Regions from separate parts of the Mus musculus genome. Here region 1 is linked to region 2. A link is a contact called in public promoter capture Hi-C data. All regions are on one chromosome and are shown on one strand. Each heading gives the region's core, a stretch centred on a gene start, on an enhancer-like site or on the middle of the called end of the contact. The rest is flanking DNA. Distances are from core to core; before and after follow the strand shown. Region 1 holds the start of Omd (osteomodulin). Region 2 holds the start of Fam120a (family with sequence similarity 120, member A).

Evidence for each region. Promoter capture Hi-C pulls out the DNA fragments that hold promoters and counts their contacts.
Region 1: a contact with region 2 is called in a promoter capture Hi-C map of cranial neural crest. The contact joins the promoter of Omd here to the promoter of Fam120a in region 2. A contact is called at or near these places in 1 of 39 promoter capture datasets (cranial neural crest) and 1 of 115 datasets of contacts at active chromatin or transcription factors (large pre-B cells).

What each region holds. Positions count from the first base shown.
Region 1 is chr13:49,578,058-49,583,930 of GRCm38.p6, forward strand. Omd (osteomodulin) reads left to right here and starts at 4,405. Exons shown (of 3, transcript NM_001360708.1): 1 at 4,405-4,756. The region is part of intron 5 of Cenpp (centromere protein P); the gene reads right to left.
Region 2 is chr13:48,966,038-48,971,831 of GRCm38.p6, forward strand. It overlaps Fam120a (family with sequence similarity 120, member A), which reads right to left and starts at 2,023. Exons shown (of 18, transcript NM_001033268.3): 1 at 1,318-2,023. The coding sequence starts at 1,791. It overlaps Fam120aos (family with sequence similarity 120A, opposite strand), which reads left to right and starts at 2,075. Exons shown (of 2, transcript NR_015601.1): 1 at 2,075-2,567; 2 at 2,901-3,868.

The sequences.
Region 1 (5,873 bases), core at 3,155-5,654, 610 kb after region 2:
CAGGGCTATCCATAACACACTGTAGTCTAGACCCTGAGTTCTACTCATCTTCTATCTAAATTTCTGACTCACAAACAAGGCAAGATGTCATTGAATTTCTTGTATAAGAAATTTAAATAATAAAAATGTATAAGTTGTTTAAACACCAGACCACATGATTGCTTAAGCTTGTTCTCTAGGTTGTTTTATTGACCAAAAGGGCAGCTTCCCAACTCAGGAAGTCCCTGCCTGCCATGTTCTGCAAGTTCCCTAGTACCCATACACTAATGATACACTCTGCTAGCCACTTAAGATACTGATACCAAAGCAAAATGTAGTAATTCTTTAATTTACTTGGAGGAAAAATGGTATTTCCATCTACTGTACAAGGTTAAAGACAACTATATATAGTTATTCTAATTGCCAGTCAAAATTCTAGTATGCAGTGGAAAGAGACTAATGAGGACCCCTGACTGAGAAGCTATACATAGTTGATGACATCTAGGAAAGAGTCAGTTCGAAGGATGTGCATCATCTCAGTATGTTAACTACACTGCACTAGATGGTGTCACACCCAACGAATATGGAGAGCACAAATTGGAGTGGGTAGGTTATTTATTGGAGAAGAGAGAGGATTGAGGGGGAACACAAAGTTGTCAAGAGGGGTGTAAAGAGGTGGAGTGGACATGGGGATGTTAAGGTAAAAGGTTGGGAGTGAATGATTCAATACATTGTATGAAATTCTCAAAGAACAACAAAAAGTGGTTTTATATAAAGTAATATGGGAGAAAAAAAGGTTGGAGAAGAAAATGTGTGACTCTGAGACCAGTCAATGCCATCCTGAGAATAAGTGGATAGCGTAACAAAACATGGAAGGCCAGAAGATCTTCAAAGTTACTATGCAAAGGACTTCCCTACATGTCCATTCTGGGAGTGAAGGAAGGACGAGCACTTAGGTTAGAGGTTGTTGGGTTTTCCTAATAACCGCAGTACCTGTTACAAATTCTCAGATTCATGCTTGGGGAATTTGTCTTCCCATGTTTAGGGTGTAGTGATTTTAGACCCAAGAATTTTAACAAGAAGCTCTACTAACTCTAAAGGAGCTAGACTGTCTGCTTCAGGAGGCTTTAATTTGAAGAATTCCAAGTTTCTTCTGCTTTATGTAAGAGAGTATGAGACTGGGATGGGGGAAACTGTTTACAGAAAAAGTAAATGTTGAAGGAAAAGAAAGCTTATGAAAGAGTTTGTTTCTCAGTGAATACAAAGTAAGTGGTGAGCCATGTTTGTCCAGGAAAATGTGGTACTCAGTGTGTGGGCTAGTACTACAGCTATCCAACAGGGCCCATCTGAAAGAGCTCACTTACTAGATACTGTATTTCCTCTGCAAGCATGGTTCCAAGCCAGTGAAGTACGTGTAATCCCAGCTAGCAGGGAGACCATGGCCAGAGAATTGCTTATACTACAGGGTTTGAAGCTAGTCTAGACAACATGGCAAAATTTTTGTTTTTAAAACAAACAAAATAAATAGTACGATTCCATTTACAGCACTGGAAGGAGGGTCCGTCCAAGTACAGGTCTACCAAGATGCTGGTACCGGCTAGCCCTCTATCTTAGGGTTTTTATTTTGGTGAAGACACACCATGACCAAGGCAACTGTTACAAAGGCAAACATTTCATTGGGGCTGGCTTACATTTCAGAGGTTCAGTCCATTATCATCATGATGGGAAGCATGGCAATTGTGCAGGCAAACGTGGTGCTGGAGAAGGAGCCAAGAGTTCTACACCTTGATCTGACGACAGCCAGGAGGAGACCGTCTTTAAACACTGGACAGAGCATGAGCACTGGGCGACTCAAAGCTCACCCCCACAGTGACGCACGTCCTCTAACAAGGGCACAATTCCTAATAGTTAATAGTGCTACTCCCTGTGGGCCAAGTATTCATACATCTGAGTCTATGGGGGCCATACCTATTCAAAACACCACCCTCCAAGGATACCTCCTGTTCTTCATCTGTATGCAGGGCTGTTGCCATGTTAGTCCCTCTCTTCTGACACTGACTTGGCTTACTCCCACACAATATTTATTAACATCTAAAATTCTGTTATCTAAAACAGTATTGCATCCTTTCTTCCTTGTTTATTTGTTCGTTTGGTTGTTTTAAAAAGCAGTTTTAGGTTCATTGCAAAACTGAGCTGATGAAGGTACAGACCTTCACAGATCCCTCTCTTTGCAAAGAGCTTCTTTTGGTGTTTTTCAGTGTCCCAGGTCCATTTTACACTTTCCTTGTCCCAGTTCTTCTAGATCAGTCATTTCCCCCATGCACAGCCCTAGTTCCTTTTCATTTAGAATGGTGTTTAAACCCAAGATCTGGTTGCCAGCTCAGTTCTACAAGGATATAATTAATTACATGTCCTGGAAGCTTCAAAGCAAGGCTATGTACACATGTATTCTAACCTGTGTATGTACACATGTCTATAAAAACCCATCATGTATAGTCATTCGTGTGTGCATTCATCTAAACCTGAGTTCTTACTACTGTGTCACACTCTAATCCATCAACCACTCGCACTGGTTTTCCCTTGCTTACCTTTAACATCCCATTTCATCAGTGCAGTGCTTGGCTCCCACCACCCACCATAGGGTAACTTCATTGCTCCACCCCGGCTCACAGACAGCAGGAGCAGAGCTGCCCATCTGCACTTCTCTACCTTACTTATCTTTATCCTTTACCTTGATTTCTTCTCTGCTATACTCTGACCACTCAATAAACTTTTATTTTTTACTTATCTCCTCTATGACAATAAGATTCTCACTACTGAGTCCTCAATTTTAAACTATTTTACACAAATAGGTACTTAATTTTTTTTAAAGAGCTGAACAATGAACAAATAAATGAGAAAAATTACCTATTATATTAATTAGGCTGAACCAGGAGGCTTTCCCTAGCCAGCACTAGTATGTTGTTAAGCTTTGAGATGCCGTGTCTGTTTCAATAAAATCATAACTCTACCATATAATTTAAACTTTTTAAAACCAATTCATCTGACTTCTCTCCATTTGGTACAATGAAGTTGCCTAAGAAATCAGTAATCAGAAACTCGCCTATCCTCTTTCATTTTCAGTCACTGCCAAATGCAACATCATATACACTGCTAGCCTCCTTTAAATTTTCTAGAAACACTTTTGTTTGGGGAACAGGGGTTCTTTGTGTAGGTCTGGTCATCCTGATGACCAGGCTGTTCTGGAACTCAAAGATCTGCTTGCCTCTACTATCCAAGTGCTGGGATTAAAGGTGTGCATCACCACTTCTGGTTCTAGACTTTCAAAAAATGTGCTCTAGTATTAGTGATATATTTTCCTACCTAATCTAGAAACAAGAACAACAGAATCACTATTTTAAGACCACAACATACAATTAATAAAGAATTATATTTAAAAATTAAGTGGCTGATTTTAACTTAATCTTTTAAAAGAACTATAAGGGGACTAAAACAATGCTTGAGAAAAACATACAGATTTGTTCTTCTCCCGAGTGTGAAAGCCTGAGGTTTAAGAACAAAGACAGTAATAGGAAACATATGGAAAAGATCGGTAACTAAATGGAATCTTGGCCCAAGTGCGGTCTGCCACATTTCACATACCAATGTCTCGAGTAATAGACTAGATGTTTACAATGTTGCCAAAGCACCGTTGAAATACTATATACTTTTCTTAAATCTGAAACATTAAAATAAATCCTCTAGGTTACTTATAAAGTCTAATAGAAAACACTGTTTTGAAGAACCAAAACTTCTCAAGCTTGAAAGAATGTCTTTCCAAAAAACTCAACAGCTGATGCCAAGAGACACAGCTAACTCTGTTTAACTATGAAAACATTAGCACAAAAATGTAGCCTTGCAGTAAGCAGGCTTGCTAGCTGCAACTCTTAAGGAGGGCTCCTTCAGCAAATGAAGAAAGTTTCTAAATCCATACAATAAAAGGTAGAAGAAGTGACTGAGCAGCAGAGGCTTTTATTCGATCCCACTTAAAGACAAAGTGGACTATAAAATTATTTTGTGTACTGAGCCGAAAGGCAAGGCACTAGCATACATAGCTGAGGGAATTCATTTCTCTTTAAAAGTTATTAGTAGTCTTTATAAGTGGGAAAGCTGTGCCTTTAATCTGTGAAACCAATGCACTCTACTGCATTCTCAAAGTAAACTAGATGTGAAATGCTGTATGTTTCCACTTCTGATTCTTAGTCAAGAGTCAAAGGAAAGCACTGATGTGAATGCAAGCCTCTGTCAACCCAGGAACCGGATACAATTTTGAATTCCACCTTAAATTGCTGAGACACTGGGCTCCAGGTCACAGTGGACTTTAATCTGAAGAATTCTTTGGCATAAAAATGAAAATAAAAACAGTAATCAGTACATGTTGTTTCATTTAGTCTTGTTTGCCTTTCATATTAAGAGAAAATTCTTGCCACACCTCAAACCAAAATTAAGGAGAAAAGAAAGAAGTTAGCCACATAAATCTGACCAAGAGCACAAACATCTTACTTTGAATCCACAAAATTCTGTATAATGAAAAGAAGTACAAAATTTTAATTCAACCCAAGTGTTTTCCAAGCAGATTGTATTTACTTAAATTGCTCCAGTAATTCAAAGGACAGCCCTGTCTGCACACTGAGTTACTGTGGATTTTTAAGAAACTTCGCTAAAGAATTTAGGCATTTCTGATTCAGTTAAAGGATTGCCAATTCATCAGTCCCTGAAACTAGAGCAATCTCAACAGGTATGATGATAAAGTAATTTTCAACTCTTAAAGTATGTATTCTTACTGTTACAAAAGTGTCTTAGGGTTGCTAAATATTAAATTAGACTGCACTTATCATAAAAGCGCAATCGGGGAAGCAAAATCTGACTAAAAATTAAATTAAAATTTCGATTAAGCAAAATGTTTAAGCAAAAAGACCAGCAAGGTGAGTTTAAATTTCTGATTTAAAATGACTCAATAAGCAATATTTGTTTAGATTATTTTTAAAATAAAACTGGACAAAGGGAAAGAATCTTCGGTTAAAGGAATCAATTTCTCTTTAGTTTCTTGGGTTTGTTTTTCTGCTCTTAATTTTAAATGACAAAAAATTTGCTAAACAATTTTGCTAAAAAAAAATGCTTTGTTGTAATTTTTTCTACTGGGCAAATTTCTGATTTAGAATGTTTGTTTTCATTTGTATCATTCCCAAGACAGGAACATTTTGTCTGGTTATTAAAGGATTCTTAAGTTTAAGTTAATTACGATTTAAATGTATTGTGTATGTATGTATGTATGTATGTATGTATGTATGTATGTACGTATGTATGTATGCATGTATGTATTATTTTAACTGAGACACACTTTTTTTAAAGAGCAAAAGACTAAATTTAAAGTTGTCTTAGACAAGAATTAACAGGTACAGATGATCTTTATATCCTGGCTTCTATGGCCTATCAGTAAAACGGTTAAGAGCTTTAAAACAGTGACATGCTACAATGCTTTTACCTTTAAGTTTCCAGAACTAAGTAAATTATAACACTTTTATTAATTTGGATTAGGACCTACATTCATTTAAAAACATGAGTGTTTTTCTTCAAGTAAGAGAAATGTTATGATAAAGAAACTCTTATTGTGTTATTTGCAAAATTCATATTAATGGATAATTTCTTAAATTTTACATTGTTGCTTTGCTTTATTTTTTCTTCATCTCTCATATTTCTAATAGACAATATAAGTAAGAAATATCACATATTGTTATATAGAAATAAGTACAAAAGATAACAGCTAAGTTCTCTAACTTTTAACCATCTAAAGAAACCAGCATGGTGAATGCCTAGAGAAATAAACATTAACAGAGAAAGGCACTGCTAACAAG
Region 2 (5,794 bases), core at 773-3,272:
GCAAAGCTATTCAAAGTTGAGGATCAGTTAGGTGCTCGGCTCTCAATCAACCTCGGAGCCCTTAAGTTCTCTGGCCCAATTCTGGCTGCAGAACCTTCTGCCAACGGGACAGCAGAGGGCTAACATGTGGAGCTCTCCCTCCTTACCCACCAATCAGGGCTAGTGAAGGTCACTCAACACTTCCTGTGCAGCAGAAAAACAGCTCTCACAAGCTCCTGCCTATGCCAAACGACCCCCAAATTCTTCTTCCTGGTCCTAATTGCTACCTTCATAGTAGACATACAGAACTGAACCACTTTAAAACTCAGAGAACTGACAAGAGCCCATCTCATCAAATTCACAGTACCATGAAATCTAAAACCAAAACGTTACCATAGACAATTTCTCCAAACATCTCATTTTCAAAGGTAGAAGAGCAGGGCATCTGCCTTGAGAATTAAGAGATCAGCCCTGGTTTATAACAAGGTTCCTTCCTCTCCCACAGCTTTGGAGGCTCTGTTTTCAGCTTCCTGTGCCTAAGGTCCTGGCAATATACTCTCATTATTTATTCTCCAGACTTCCAAGATAAACCTGTTGCTGGGAAAGAGTGGGTTAATTTCGACAGATGGGTATATGCTTAAGGATAAGGCCAGTGGGTAGCCTGTCGGCCTCTCAGGGGAGGAGAAAGACTGAGGATGTGGGAGACGACACCACCGATCCCACTTTGGGTGAGGGTCTATCCACCAGCCTCAAGTGTCATATGAACAAGTCTATGGGCCCACAGAGGCCAGAGAGTAGGGAGGAATGTGGTGGGTAGACTTCAACCACACCAGGCCTAAAGGCCCGGGCATCCATCTTGCTCTAGGGCCCCTCTGCCTAGCTTGCATCAAGCCTGGGCATGGTGACACGCTATGTCCCGAGAGGGGCCCTGAGAGACACTGAAGCCTGCTGAGGCCTTCCACGGGCAGGGGCACCCAGGACTCACTCTGGGCTAGGCTGGGCTTCCCGGAACTAGTTCAGCGCTGACAGTGACCTAAGAGACCTCCCAAGTCCAACCCAAATCCAAGCCCAAAAAGACCCTAGGCCAAGCCCCAAACCCCTGGGCCAAGGAACCTCAGACTCAACTCTGATCGCTACCCAAGCAATCCCAGGCCCAGCCCGAAGCGCGAAGAGGCCTGTAGCCCAACTGTGACTCCTGTCCAAGTGACCCCAGACCCCAACCCTGACCCAAACCCGAAGGGAATCGGTCCAAAGGGCACCAGGCCCGATCCTGACTCAGGCCCAAAGAGACCCCAGCCCCAGCCCTGGGAGACCCCGGCGAACCGGCTGCAGCCGCACCTTGACGTGGAAGCGGATGAGCGCCAGGCGGATGCAGTGGGCCATACAGACCGGAGGCAGGAACCAGACCTTGGGCGGTGGCGTGCCCTTGTTCTGGACATGGCTGACGATCTGCTGCGCTGTCTGGCGCTCGTTGCCCTGCCGCTTGACCCACTCGTGCAGCCGGGCCTTCTCGAGCGCGCCATTGAAGAAGACGAAGAGCTCGATGTTGCCTCCGAAGCAGGCCTTGGCCAGAGCCGCCAGGTAGCCGAGCATGTGGTTCCACTGGCCGCCGCTCACCCAGTCGGTGTAGAAGCCACCGTACAGGCGATGCAGGCAGTTGTCGGCATCCACCAGCAGGCGCAGCGGGGTCTGCGGGGGCCGCTGCCGCCCGCCGCCCACCAGGCTGCCCCGGGCCAGCTTCTGCAGCTCCACCGGCACCACGGCGCTCGGACAGTGCTTCTCGATGTAGTCCTGGAAGCCCTGCACGCCCATGGCGGCGGCGGCGGGGCGCGCGCGCGCGGGCGGCGGCGGGGCCGGCGGCGGCGGGGCTGGGGGCGGCAGGGCCGTGGCGCGGCCGGCGGGCGCGGGCAGCCTCAGGGCTGGCTGGGGCTGGCCGGGGGCGCGCTCACGGCCGCCGCGGCCGCCATGTGCTGCCGCCTCCCAGGGCCATGTCTGGGGAGGGACCTGCGCCGCCGCCGCGCTCTGCGAGGCCGAGGCCGAAGCTGGGCCGGGCGGGGCGGCGCTGACGTCGGGCCCGCCCGCGCGGACGCGGGAGGCGGAAGAGGCGGCGCCGGGGCCGCGGCCGGGCTCCCGGGGCGGCGGCGGCGGGGCGGAGAAGGCGGAGCGCTACTCGGCTTGTCGGGCCCTTTAGGGGGCCGCAGCCGGGCGGGTTCGGGGAGGCGCCTGGGCCCGTGCAGGCCGCGCCCGGAGGCCGCGGCCTCCGAGGCTGGCTCCGCCCCGCTCGCGGCTGCGGGCCCGGTAGGCGTGGCCGGCAGCCAGCGCTCCTCCTCCGCCGCGTGTGTCGCGCGGCGGGGTTAGGGGGAGCCTGGAGCCCGGGAGCGCGAGCCGCGGAGGAGGACGGCGGCGACAAGATGGCGTCGCTCCCGGGACGGGACGGCGGCTTCACGGCCTGGTGTCGGGACCCGGCTGAGGAGACTCCCCGAGAGGGGCAAGCCTCCCCGGCGTGCGCCGCCCTCCGGAGACGAGCGGACGTGCGCTGCCTCCAGGGGCTCGGGCTGCGAGGGTCCGGCTAAACCCAGGCGCCGACGGTACGTATGCTGAGCCAGGACCAAACGTTCTGAAGGAGAAGCTGTCCGCTGGGGACCTGGGCACGTAGCTCAGTTGGCACAGTGCTTGTCTGGGATCTTCGATCGCCCAGGGTTCGATTCCCGCGTGTTGCTTAGGCCGTAATCCCAGCATTCTGAAGTGGAGAGTAGAGGATCAGAGAAGTTCAAGGTCATTCCATCCAATTGGAAGCCAGCCTGGGCTACATGAAACCCGCCTCCCGCTCCCCCTTCCCCCAAGAAAAAGGAGCGGTTTTTTTTGTTTGTTTTGTTTTGTTTTTTTGCTTACCTTCAATTTTTCATCTGTTCTTTTTCTAGACAAGCCGCTGCTGGAGCGGGGTGCACTGGACACAGGAGTGACCCATCCATCGCACAGAACACCAAGTTCATGCAGACTCAAAGCCCCCCATCAGAGTCTTCGAGAATAGGCAAACTGAATTCTATAGTTTCTTTTAATTTTTTTTTCTTTTAAAGACTATTTTTATTCTTTGACAGTTTCATGCGTGTATACAATGAACTGTGATCATAACACCCCATTCTTCCACCAATCTCAAACACAGGCTCCTGTGATGTAGACAGATGAAATGCGCTTAGGGCCTTGATGGATTTTCCTTAATTTTTTTAAACCCGATACGTTATGCCACTTATGTATAAAATTAGTGATGAGGCCACTAGTCCGCCTAGCTGAGTAGAAAACTTAATCCCAGAGTAAGTAATTCCATGTCATTTAGAAATTAAGATTACACTTAAAGCCTCACTAAATAATAACATCCCCCAAAATAATCAAGTTTTATGTAATTCACAGCTAGTATACAAGATTGCACATGAATCACTTGTATTTTCTTAACAAGATTACATTCCATATATATTTCATTCACTTGTTTAGGTTTGTGTTTATTTTTGTTGTGGTTTCTTGTTTGCTGGCCTGCTTGGGCTAGCCCTTTGCCATCCTGACTGCCTGGCCTGTTTTTTATTTCTTTTAAACATTACTGCTTTTATTTATTTATTTTAAAAAGGGAGAGGGGAGAAAGCTTTTGTGCTAGCACCCATGATTTTGGAATTAAGCATACATTTTATTTTAAGACCGTAGGATGGTGATCCTTCTAAAAGAAAGTATCACTCTCCTTAAGAGAGCCTTGGCTTTCTGTGGCCTCCCAGGTTGTTATACAGATGTTAGCAATGCCAGCTTTTGTAGTCACTTCTGTACTCTGTGATTGTATAGACTGTGCTTTGGAATTTTGAGAACTTTAAAATTCATTTTCATAATAAAAGCCCTCAAAATTTCATCATGCTTGCTTTCCCTGTTTAACTGTGTATGCCCTCCAAACTTATTAATGATTGGGAAATTGTTTGGCTAACAACGCTATAAAGAAAATTCAGGAGTTGAGTGATGTTTAAATTTTCTAAATATCTAAATCCTATTTGAAAAATACTAAATCTTAGAGTCTGCTTGGGAATACAATATGATTAGGGACTTTTTTTTCTCCATTTAGGGCTGTATTAGAGAAACTTTTCATGAAGTGATTACCACACTACTGAGGGGAAAAATAAATGAATAATACTGCATGACCATAGACTTCCAAGAATTCTCACCCTTTTAATTCCAGAACTCAGGATGCAGAGGCAGGTGGACCTGGGTGAATTGAAGGACAATCTTCTGTACCTAATGAGTTCCAGGTCACCAGTGCTACACAGAGAGACAGAGAGACCCTGTCTCCCCGACTGCCTCCAAAAAAAAAAAAAGGATTATGACTACTAGATTAATAGAGAGAGCCAGCCAGCCACAGAGCACAGAACTTAAGCAGGCGGGGGCGGGGGGGGGGGGGGGGCGGGAGTTTACTCTCAGCATTTCAACTTGTTTCCCATCGGCTAATTTACTTACAGCTTAAAGCAGGAAAATGTTGCCCTTTTTTTGGTTTGGGAGTTGGGGTTGGGTTTTGGGAATTTTCGAGGTTTCACTCATAGCCCAAGATGCCCTGGACCCCACTGTGCAGCCAGCCAGCCTCAATATACAGCAATCATCCTCAGCCCCCTGAGACCTGGGATTGCAAGTGCAGGGCATGTTGCCCGCCCAACATGATGCCTACCCGACACGCCCCGAGATCAGGAGGAGAGATCAGGAGGAGACACGGTATTCCCGCTGGGGTTTGATTCCTGGGGTGTGCCTAGCCCTAACCTGTGCCTGGGTGCGACTTCAGAGTCCCCACAGAGCATGCGCACGCTTGGTCTGCATGCAGTCTCAGGCTGTTCTAGTCTGGGGGCTTCTGGTACTCTGGGATTAAGCTTTCTACTCAGCTAGGCGGACTAGAAATGTTCTCTTCACAGCTGCGAATTCATTTTCGCTTTGAGCTGTTTTAAAAATACATTTTATGGGAAAGTAAGATTCTAACTTTTGGGTGTGTCTTAATTAGGCTTTCTCTTGCTGTGGTGGAACACCAGGACCAAAAGCAGCTTGGGTTGGAAAGTATTTCTTTCACTTACACTTGAGCTTTCCTTACTGAAGGGAAATCGAAGCAAGACCTCAAACAAAGCAGGCACCTAAGGCAGGAAGGAGCTAATGCAGTGGCTGCAAACGGTGACTGCTCATTGGCTTGCTCGGCCAGCTTGCTTTTATAACCCAACCACCAGGCCAGGAATGACTCCACCCACAAATGGCTGGGCCCTCCCACGTTAATCATTAAGAAAATGCCTTACAGACTTGTGTACAGCCTGATCTTGAAGAGGCATTTTCTCAGTTGAAATCCCTTCTCTTAGATGACTCTGGCTTGTGTCGAGTTGACATAAAACTAGCCAGTACAGCACAGATAAAGAGAAGAGTCCTAACCAGGTGGTGTGGTGCCCGCCTGTGATCCCAGCATTCTGAGTTCAAGGACAGCTGGGTCTATCTACAGAGTAGGTTCCAAGATAGGGCTAGACAGAGAAACCCTATCTTGAAAGACCAAAAAAGACGATGAAGAAAGAAAAGAGCAAATTCCTGGAATGGTTACTATGTGAAGAGCTACTTCCCATGTCAGCCATAAGTCCCTGCATGTCCTTGAGGCTGGAATTGCCCCTTGCTTGCCCATCTGTACTAATTGAGGTTGTTTGGTGTTCCTTATGTCCTATGTGCCGAATGCTGGCACCTAAAACCTCTTCTCTAGCACCCCTCTTTCCTGAAGCTAGAGATTGGGGACCATGCCTTGTGGACTTCCACCCAGGACTCCTAAACTCTG